Regions from separate parts of the Sus scrofa genome. Here region 1 is linked to region 2. Evidence: chromatin contacts called from public Hi-C data. All regions are on one chromosome and are shown on one strand. The core of a region is the stretch at or near the end of the contact, and the rest is flanking DNA. Distances in the headings are between cores, read along the strand shown. Region 1 overlaps HCFC2 (host cell factor 2). Region 2 overlaps TXNRD1 (thioredoxin reductase 1).

Region 1 (5,173 bases), core at 2,420-4,919, 200 kb before region 2:
TAGAATGTTTTTTCTGTGGTTCATTTTTATGTACCTTATTAGTTTGACATTCTACTTGACTTCAGGAGATGATTTTAATTAGCTTTCAAAAATACTTCAGCATTTTTCCAAAAATATTTTTTAACAGGAGCTTGGAAAGTAAGAGCAAATTTTAATTTTATGTGTTCTTCCAAAAAGGGTTACAGTCAGTTATTAAGCAGATTATTTAAGAAAATGGATAAACTTTAATAAATATATTAATTTTAATAATGTGACTTTTAAAAATATTTGATCGTAGTATATTTTCTTGAAGCTAATTTAGAGTATATGAATCTGAACTTTCCCATTCCTACAGGAGTCAGGATGGACCCTCACAGACAAGGCAGTAACAGCATCATTCCTAACAGTGTAAGTTAAAAAAATGTATGGTGGTAAATGAATGTTTATGGTTACAGTCCCAATTTTTATTAATATTTTTAACATATTACCCTAGGATAGGGGTTCTCAAGCCTGGTTGCATGTCAGAATCACCTCAGAGATTAAAAAACAAACAAACAAGCAAACAAAGATTTCCAAGCCTTTTCTCAAATCTAGTGAAGCAGAATCTTTAAGATGATGCCCAGCTAACTCTGTTTTTATGGGAAGCCCCATAGATCATTATAGCAGTAGCCTAGATTAAGAACCCCTTGCCGAGAGAGTGAAGTCTCATTCCACTTAGTATCAGAGGCTAATGCACACACAAACACACACAGTATATATATTTTAAAACACACACACACATACACACACAAATTGAGATGGTACTACAAGATTTATAATGAAGAACATTAGTTTCCTCCTCTGTACCTGCCTGCTCCTGATTCCTCCTTCTTAGAAACAACTACTTTCAAATATTTTAACTTTATTCTGGTATCTGACTTTGTGCTTTTACTTTTTGGGGAGGGAGGGGGCCTAAGCATGGCATGTGGAAGATCCCAGGGCTGGAATTGAACTGATGCTGCAGTTCTGGCAATACCAGATCCTTTACCTGCTGCACCACATGGAAATTTACTACCTCTGTCCTTTAAAGTAAAATCCTTATGCTTCCAAGTCTTAACTTTCTAGTTTTGGATCCTTTATCTTCAGTAGTGGAAGATGAAGATTTGATGATCTCTTAAAATATTACCATTTCTTCCCCTTCCCTTTCCCACATCCTTTGAATATTTTTTCTTGAATCATTATTTGATGTTCACTTTGTGATGACGACATATTCACAGCTGAGCCGTGTAGTGTGCTGCGGGCACTATAATTTTTTTGTTTTTCCTGGCATTGTTAACTGCCTCACTTTTTCATTTGCTTAGTTTTCTTCTTACCTATCATTAACCTATCATTAATTAGTACTCATGTTCTTCAGTAAAATAATAAAACTCCACTCAAAATATTCAAACACATAAGGTAGTTTTCTTTTTCTTTCTTCATGCCACTGCCTCGAACCATCCCTCCTGAGGCCTCTGTCTTGATGCTCTAGTCAATACTAGTTCTTCCCTAGGCCTGCTACATAGCTGTCATCTTAGAACGTCCATTTGTTTCATATTGGCAGTTTCTTTTAGCTCTTTGTGTTAGAACTCATGTTTCTCGATACTTCATTCTCTTCCTTAATGTTCTCCAGTAGTTTCCTAAGAAAGCGTTTATGAAAGGTAAATATGAGATCTTGTATATCTGAAAATGCCTTTTCTCTGTTCACATTTGATTGGTAGTTTGGCTGGGTTATGGGATTCTATACTGGAAACATTTTCCTCAGAGATTTAAAGACATTTTCCTACTGTTGTTTAGCATTCAGTGTTTCTGTTGAGAAGTTTGATGCCACTTGGATTCCTGATCATTTACATGTGACCTAATTTTTTTGTTTTTATCCCCAATTTTCTGAACTTTCAATAATGATGTGCTTTAGAGTATGTGTCTGCTTCATTTACTGGGCTGTGCATTCAGTGGACTGTGTCATTCTGGAACTCAGGGCTTTCAGTACTGATTATTTCTTCCCTCTATATTCTCTTTCTCTTTTTTTTGGTAACTCCTGTTAATTGAATGATGGTCCTCTTGAACTAATCTTCTGATTTTACTTTTTATTTTCCATTTTCTTTCTGTTTATTCTGCTTTCTGAAAAGTTTCATTTATATTATAAATCTTCTATCCATTTTTTTTTTTTTTTTTAGAATGGCTGCACCCATGGCACATGGAAGCTCCCAGGCCAGGGATTGAATCCAAGCCAACTGCAACCTGTGCTGCAGCTGTGGCAACACCAGATCCTTTAACCCACTGCACTGGGCCAGGGATTGAACCCCTGCCTCTGCAACAACCTGAGCCATTGCAGTCAGATTCTTAGCCCAGTGTGCCACAGTGGTAACTCCCTCTTCTTTCTAAGTTTGAATTGTATTCAATCACATCTTTGATCTCTAAAAACCTGATTTTACTCTTTACTTCTTTTATAGCTTCTTACTCTTTTTTTTTTTTTCCTTTTTACAGCTACTCTGCAACAGGTTAAAGTTCCCAGACTAGGTGTTGACTTAAAGCTGCAGCTGCCAGCCTATGCCACAGCCACAACAACACCAGATCTGATCTCATGTACAACCTACGCTGCAGCTTGGGGCAACACTGGGTCCTTAACCCACTGAATGAGGCCAAGAATTGAATCTGAATCCTCACAGACACTACATTGGGATCTTAACCCACTGAGCCACAATGGGAACTCCAGCATCTCATTCTTGTTTCATAAATGTAGTATATTCCCTGATCTCTTCAAGAATTATACTTTTTTTTTTTTAATGGAGTCATAGTTTTCTCTCAGCAATATTTCTTTTTTTCAAGCTCCTTTAAAAAAATATGTTTTGGTCTTGGAGTTTCATGGTAGAGGGCATCATCAAACATCTGGTGATGCTTGACTGTCCTTTCGTGTTTAAAGTCAGGCATTAAAAGTGCTTAGAAAATGTCTCAGTCTGTTTGGCCTGCTATAACAAAGTACCATTGCCTGAATGACTATAAACAATAGAACTTTATTTCCTGCATTTCTGGAGGCTGGAAATGCCAGATCAGGGTGCCTGTATGGTCAAGTTCTGGTGAGGAGCCAGACTGCTGACTTCTCATTGTATTCTCACATGGTGAAAGGGACAGTGGATCTTTCTTGGGCAACTTTTAAAAGAGTACTAATCATAGTCCAAAGGCCCTACATCCTAATAGCACCACCTTGGGAGTTAGGTTTCAATTTATGAATCTGTGGAGACATAAACTTTCAGACCATAGCAGGTCTGTGCCTATGGGCTTGCTTGATTAGTAGACCGTAATGGGGGTTATTGGGTAGGACTCCACAAATATCCGTGTCTTTTCTCTTGGACCAATGGGTTTCCCTGGAGACTTCTCCAGCCTCTTTCCTAAGCTGGCTTTCAGTATTCTGGGAACTGAATGGGTTAGGGGGTGTCTTTGTTCAGCATGCAGACTTTCACTTAATCCCTGTTTTCAGTGTGTGTGCTTCTCTTCCATCCTCACCAGAGAGACACTGTACCATAGTCCAGAGCCTCCCACTTCAATCCTTTTCCTGCCTCCCTTCTTTGGTTAGAACAGAAGGGAGTAATCTGTCTGCCTTTGTATGCTGGGAGAGCAGAGCTGGGGCCACAACCACTTTTTATGTATCTTCCCACATGACAGGGCCTCTCCTGTTTACTTGCACTCTGCACTTCGGCCTCCAAAGATCCTGATATCTCCAATTCTCAAGCCTTTCTGGGCTGTTCAGCACAAGTGGTTTACAACCTCTTAGTGACTTTCCACTTGCAACCTCTTAGCTCTTTTTGCTTTTGTAAAGGTGTATCTCACTTTTGCCCTTCACTTTATTGTGCTTGCTGGATAAAATGACATGGAGACTTCCTAGTGAAATAAGTTTAGGGTCAAATTCTAGCTCTGCTAATTACTGGCTGTCTGACCCTTGGTTTATTATTTAAGATCTCTCAGTCTCATTTTTTCTGTTTATAAGCCATGGGTGATGTTATCTAATTTATACAGTTCTTCTGACAATTACATGAGATGGACTTTATAAATACGTGCCGCAATGCCTATGACATAGTATAATGCTCCCTAATGATTGTGGCTGCCATCATTATCATCATTTATTAACAGCACAATCACCGTCAGTTAAAAGGAAAATACATTGCATGATATGGACAAGTATCCTTAGAGCCATGAGAAATTACATGTAGTTATAATTGATATTAAAAGAGGAGACAGAAAATTAACAAATTCGCTAGCTATATTGGGGCATTCGAATGAAGGCAGATCACTTTTATGGTGCAGTAGACCTATAGATATTGCTACATAATAACCTGTGTTCACATTGATGCCTTAAATTATCAAAAGGTTTCAGTGTTTTTATTACAGTGTCTTTAAGAAGGCAAAGAGAATTTTTTTTTTTTTTTTGCTTTTTAGGGCCAAACCTATAGCATATAGAAGTTCTCAGGCTACGGGTCCAATTGGATCTGTAGCTACTGGTCTATGCCACAGCCACAGCAATGCCAAATCCAAGCCTGGTCTGCAACCTATACCATAGCTCATGGCATCACTGGATCCTTAACCCACTGAACAAGGCCAGGGATTGAACCCGCATCCTCATGGATACTAGTCAGGTTCATAACCTGCTGAGCCACAGTAGGAACTTCTTAGAGAAATTTAATTAGGATTCCTATCTACGCAGTTTCCATCATGGCTTGGTGGAAATGAATCCAACTAGGAACCATGAGGTTGCGGGTTCAATCCCTGGCCTCTCCCAGTGGGTTAAGGATCCAGCGTTGCCATTAGCTCTGGTGTAGATCACAGATGCAGCTTGGATCTGGCATTGCCGTGGCTGTGGTGTAGGCCAGCAGCTGTGGCTCTGATTAGACCTGTAGCCTGGGAACCTCCATATGCGATGGGTGTGGACCCAAAAAAAAGCAAAAAAAAAAAAAGGATTCCTATCTAAAATGTAACAGTAAAGAATATTTATATGTATATGTTTTAAATCTCAATGTTTGTATGGAAGACTCAGTCATACAGAATAATTCATATGCTTGAAGGTTTCATATAACTGAGATTTTTCTTTTAGTAGTTATAAGATCTTTAGTATACGTGTCTGATCTTGCTAAGAAAATTTTATCAGAATGTTAAACTCTGTAGCTTTGGTGTTGTCACTGATGTT
Region 2 (5,015 bases), core at 741-3,240:
CAAGGACCAGCAGTCAGCTCTTGGATCTTTTGAGAATTGCTCTCAAACATTTGAAACACTTTTATTTTCACAAATAACAGATGTTAGCATCTTTATTCTTACTTAAAGTAATGCTTTGTAAGTTAACTCCATTTTTTTTACAGTAAGTATAAAAGTATTTTATGTGGAAACTATAAGAAGCCACAGTACGCACGTATCTGCAACTTGAAAATGAATTATATTCTAAAAGATTAAGTTGATTGTTGTGAAAACTGCAGTGTTCTATCCAAATAAAAATATTAAAAACAAGGATTACACTTCTCAGGCTAGGCCACAGTAATCCTTTGAAGCCAATTTGAAACTGAGTTTTGGGACCAAGAAGAAAAAATGTCTTTTATGTGGATCCTGATTTCCATCTGATGCACCATTTTCTGCCAAAAGAACTTCCTTTAACAGTTGGATAATGCCTGTCTGCTCAAGATAGATTCTTTGGCCTTTTTTGGGGGGGAGATGTGTGGGCACAGCTGCAGCATATGAAAGTTCCCAGGCTAGGGGTCAGATCAGAGCTATAGCTTCTGGCCTACGCCATGACCATGGCAGATCTGAGCTGCATCTGCAACCTACACCACAGCTCGCAGCAGTGCCAGAGCCTTAACCCACCGAGCAAGGCCAGGGATCAAACCCAAATCCCTGCATCCTCATAGATACCAGTTGGATTTGTAACCTGCTGGGCAACATTGGCAACGCCAGCTTTTTTTTTTTTAACTTTATTTGCCTTCACTTTTTGGAAGATATTTCTCTGAATATAGAGTTCTAGATTTACTGTATTTATTTACATATTTTAATTATTTGCCCATTGTCTTCTGGTTACATAGCTTCTAAAGAGAATACACCATCATTTTTATCTCTGTTCCCCTTAAGACTTTATTTTTCTCAGTTTTTTAAGCAGCTTGATTATTGCATGCCTTGGCGTGCTTTTCTTTATTTTATGTTTTGCTTTTTAGGGCTGCATCTGCGGCATATGGAGATTCCCAGGCTAGGGGGTCTAATCAGAGTTACAGCTGCCAGCCTATGCCACAGCCACAGCAATGCCAGATCCGAGCCTCTTCTGTGACCTACACCACAGCTCACGGCAACTCTGGATCCTTAACCCACTGAGCGAGGCCAGGGATCAAACCCAAAACTTCATAGTTCCTAGTTGGATTTGTTTCCACTGCGCCTCAACAGGAACTCCCTTTGTAATTATTCTGCTTGTGGTGTGTCGAGATTTGGGGATTATCTGTTTATAGTTTCATCAAATTTGGAAATTTTTTTAGCCATTCCAATTTTTCTGTTTTCCCCCTCAGCCTCCAGTGAGTGAATTTGTTGGTTCACTTGATGTTTATCCCATGGATCTCTGATGCTCTGTTCATGTTTTCCCTCCCTGTTCCGGTCTTTCATTTTCTTAAAGAGCCTGTTCTGATGTTTTCAAGTCCACTGATCTTTTCTTGTGCCCTGTAAACCCTTCCCCCCCACCCCCCTTTTTTTTGGCTGTCCCAGGGCGTTTGGAGTTCCAGGGCCAGAGGTCAAACCCATGCCCAAGCTGCTCTAGTGACAGCACCAAATCCTTAACCCGCTGTGCCACAAGAGACCTTTTATGAGTTTATTTATTTAAAACATATTTTCCTTTTCTCTCCTAAGCAGGTCCATGCTTTTCTCTACCATCCTGATTCTGTAGAACATATTTACAATAGCTCTTTTGCTCTCCTCTGGTAATCCCATCATCACTTTTGTAGTGTCTGTCTCTATGGATTTTTCCCCTTGGTATTGATTCATGTTTTCTTGTACTTTTGCATGCCTTGTAATTTTGGATGCAAGCTTTGCATTTTACACACTGTTGGGTGCTGAGTTTTATTGTGCTGAATTTCTTTAAACATTGTTGGACTTTGTTCTGGCAGTCTGTTAAGTTCCGTGGGATTGATTTTTATCCCTGGTGTAGCTTGCTTTTAAGCTTTTTTAGGGTGCGTCAACAGCAACCTTTCATCTAGGCCTAATTTAGTTCCACTACTAAATTGATACCCTTCCGAGGACTCTGCCCCCCTCCTCTTACTGTGAACTCTTTCTCAATTCTGGCTTGTGGGAACAGGAACTTTTTCTTTCTTTCTTTCTTTCTTCTTTTTTTTTTTTTTTTTTTTTTTTTTTTTTTTTTTTTGTCTTTTTGCCTTTTCTAGGGCCACTTCCGGCAGTGTATGGAGGTTCCCAGGCTAGGGGTCCAGTCAGAGCTGTAGCCGCCGGCCTACGCCAGACCCACAGGAACGCAGGATCCGAGCTGTCTGCAACCTACACCACAGCTCACAGCAACACCGGATCCTTAACCCACTGAGCAAGGGCAGGGATCGAACCTGCAACCTCATGGTTCCTAGTCGGATTCGTTAACCACTGTGCCACGACGGGAACTCCAGGAGCTATTTCTAGAGCTGTAAGAGCTCTGGTCGCACTGCTTTCCAGTGGTTCTTTGCTCACCCTTGAGTACCGTCCTCTGACATTGATTGACAGAATGATAGCCCGCCCACATCTCAGGAGTTTTTTGTGCAGCTCCACCCACTTGTGTTTCGACCCTCCAGCCTCTGGCCCCCTTGGCTTCTCTGAACTGGGATCTCGGTCTCCATGTCTCAGCAAGTCAACTGCCCTCTGTTGGCTCCCCTTGCACCGAGCCCTAGAAGCTGCTCTTGGCAATAAATTTGCACAGTCTCGGGGCTCGCCTCATTGTCCTTCACTGCCTTCTGGCCAGTGTCTGGAGAGTGTTTGTCTGGTGTTTTGGTTGTTTCAAGCAAGAGGTAAACTTGGCCCATTATGGCTATAAACGGTAGTCTGCCTTTACTTTTGAATCGGCATTCCCAGGGTTTGTGAAAAGACTACATATACTATTTGTAGAGGAAGGCTCACTTTAAAGATTTCACCTTCCCATTTTCGAGAGCAAGAGTCGAATCCCTCATATCTTAAGTGCAGAATGGCTTACCTCTGTGTCCACATGTGACTGGATAGGTTTTTGCCAAATAGCATTTACAAACATACTTGGTATTTGCATAATTACATTTTTTTTTACAATTCACAGCAGCATATTTAAGGCTCTGAGAAATCTGATAGTTGAGAAACCTGTTTATTTGCCTCATACAGCATTTTACAAACTTGTTTGACCTCAGAACTCTTTTGTCATCTATGCCTATTAACAAAAAATATGCTTTGGAAATACCGTCATTAACTTTTTTATTTCTGTAGTCTTCATTACCATTTTAATGGCTGCGTAAGATTGCATTGAGAGTACACAGAGAACCACTTCCTTATTTGCATTATAAAGCCACTCCTGTATTGTCACTGTTGATGAGAACTGCAGCATTGCCCAATGAATGTGTGTAGCTTTTTCTACATACTAAATTACTATTGTAGATTTCTAAAAGTGGGGTTATTGGGCCAAGAGGTTTTTATGGCTCTTAGTACGTATTAGCTAGTTGAATTTCCAGAGGAGACTTTGAGCAGTGGGTGCACTGGTATTGGTTTCCACTGCTTGATTAAGAGGGAGAAAGTATGTCCTTGTTGGCATCAGTTGGTGGAGAGGCCCCTTGGATCACTGACTCGTAACGAGTCTTGACAGACTTGGCTGAACTGTTACCACATCAGTTAATGGTTCTCAGTATAATAGGTTTTTATGAGTCTACTTGGCTAATTCTGCACCTTTTTGAAGTACATACCTTTTTAAGTTATAATTTCTAATATCATAACTCTCCTCCCTTTGAAACAGTGTGACTATGAAAACGTTCCAACGACCGTTTTTACTCCTTTGGAATATGGTGCTTGTGGTCTTTCCGAAGAGAAGGCTGTGGAGAAATTTGGGGAAGAAAATATTGAGGTAAGTTCTACTCTTTACACTTCCTCCCTCCCCAGATTTAAAGTAATTTTGACCATACAGAGAAGTTGAAAAAACAGCACAAAGAACTTGGATATACCCATTTTCCAGAGTCATGTATTATTAACATTTGGCCCATTTGTTTTATATTTTATGTATTCTCTTTCGCAGTCTCTGTGCATCTGTATTTCTTTCTCCTAAGCCATTTGAGAGTGGGTTGAATGTCCCTTTACTCTTACATACATCCGTGTGCATTTCCCAGGAAATGCTTTTGGAGTGCCAGTTGTGGCACAACAGGATCAGCAGCGTCTCTGGAGCGCTGGGATGCAGCTTCAATACCCTGCCTGGCACAGTGGATTAAGAATCCGGTGTTGCTGCAGCTGCGGAATAGGTCACAACTGCGGCTCAGATCTGATCCCTGGCCCAGGAACTCCACGTACAGTGGAGCAGCCAAATCAATAAATAAAAGTTTAACTTCAAAAAAAAAAAGGACACTTTCCTGTATAAATGATCACAGTGAAGTTACTGCTTTTAGACAATTTAATGTTAATACAATATTTTTATCTGACCTACATTCCATTTTTCAGTTTTGTCAGTTGATACAGTAATATTTAGTTCCACTTTTTAAAACCACTTTTACTGGTTTGTTTTTATTATTAATGTGATAAATACAGGAAAATACAAAGAAGAAAACTAAAGAGTAGCTACTAGTAGTGTTTTTTCCTACCATTACCCTCTAATTTATAATAATGGTCACTCACCTTTTATCCTGTAGTCAAGGAAAGTACACATGAAACTAATTTTATATACACAAAACAGTGCTACCCAAAGGGTCTGCTGTTTTAAATCATTTGGGAAAAAAGTTTATAGGAAAACCTTCTAAAGATCAGATTTTTGAATCAGTAATTTTGTAATATAAAAGTCTTCTAATCTTTATTATATGCTTTAGTAGCATATAATGTCAATCTATTAATAATACATTAACTTTTTTTCTGATTTGGAAAATTGTATATCCTCATAGGAAATTTGAAAAATTAGAAAAATATTAAAAGAGGGAAATTTTTTTTTCCTTTTTACGGCCGTACCTGCAGCATATGGAAGTTCCCAGGCTAGGGGTCAAATCGGAGCTGCAGCTGAGGCCTACACCGCAGCC

The links. Hi-C and Micro-C count contacts between places; a contact is called where the count stands out from the background.
Region 1: a Hi-C map of liver shows a contact between it and region 2, with 4 times the contacts expected there. A contact is called at or near these places in 3 of 47 Hi-C or Micro-C datasets (embryonic fibroblasts, liver and mesenchymal stem cells).

Annotation. Positions count from the first base shown.
Region 1 is chr5:80,384,992-80,390,164 of Sscrofa11.1, reverse strand. It overlaps HCFC2 (host cell factor 2), which reads left to right. Exons shown (of 15, transcript XM_003126644.5): 9 at 335-387. Among named protein-coding and RNA genes, the nearest start is that of HCFC2, 22 kb to the left of the region's middle.
Region 2 is chr5:80,185,801-80,190,815 of Sscrofa11.1, reverse strand. TXNRD1 (thioredoxin reductase 1) reads left to right here. Exons shown (of 13, transcript NM_214154.3): 10 at 3,758-3,865. Among named protein-coding and RNA genes, the nearest start is that of TXNRD1, 26 kb to the left of the region's middle.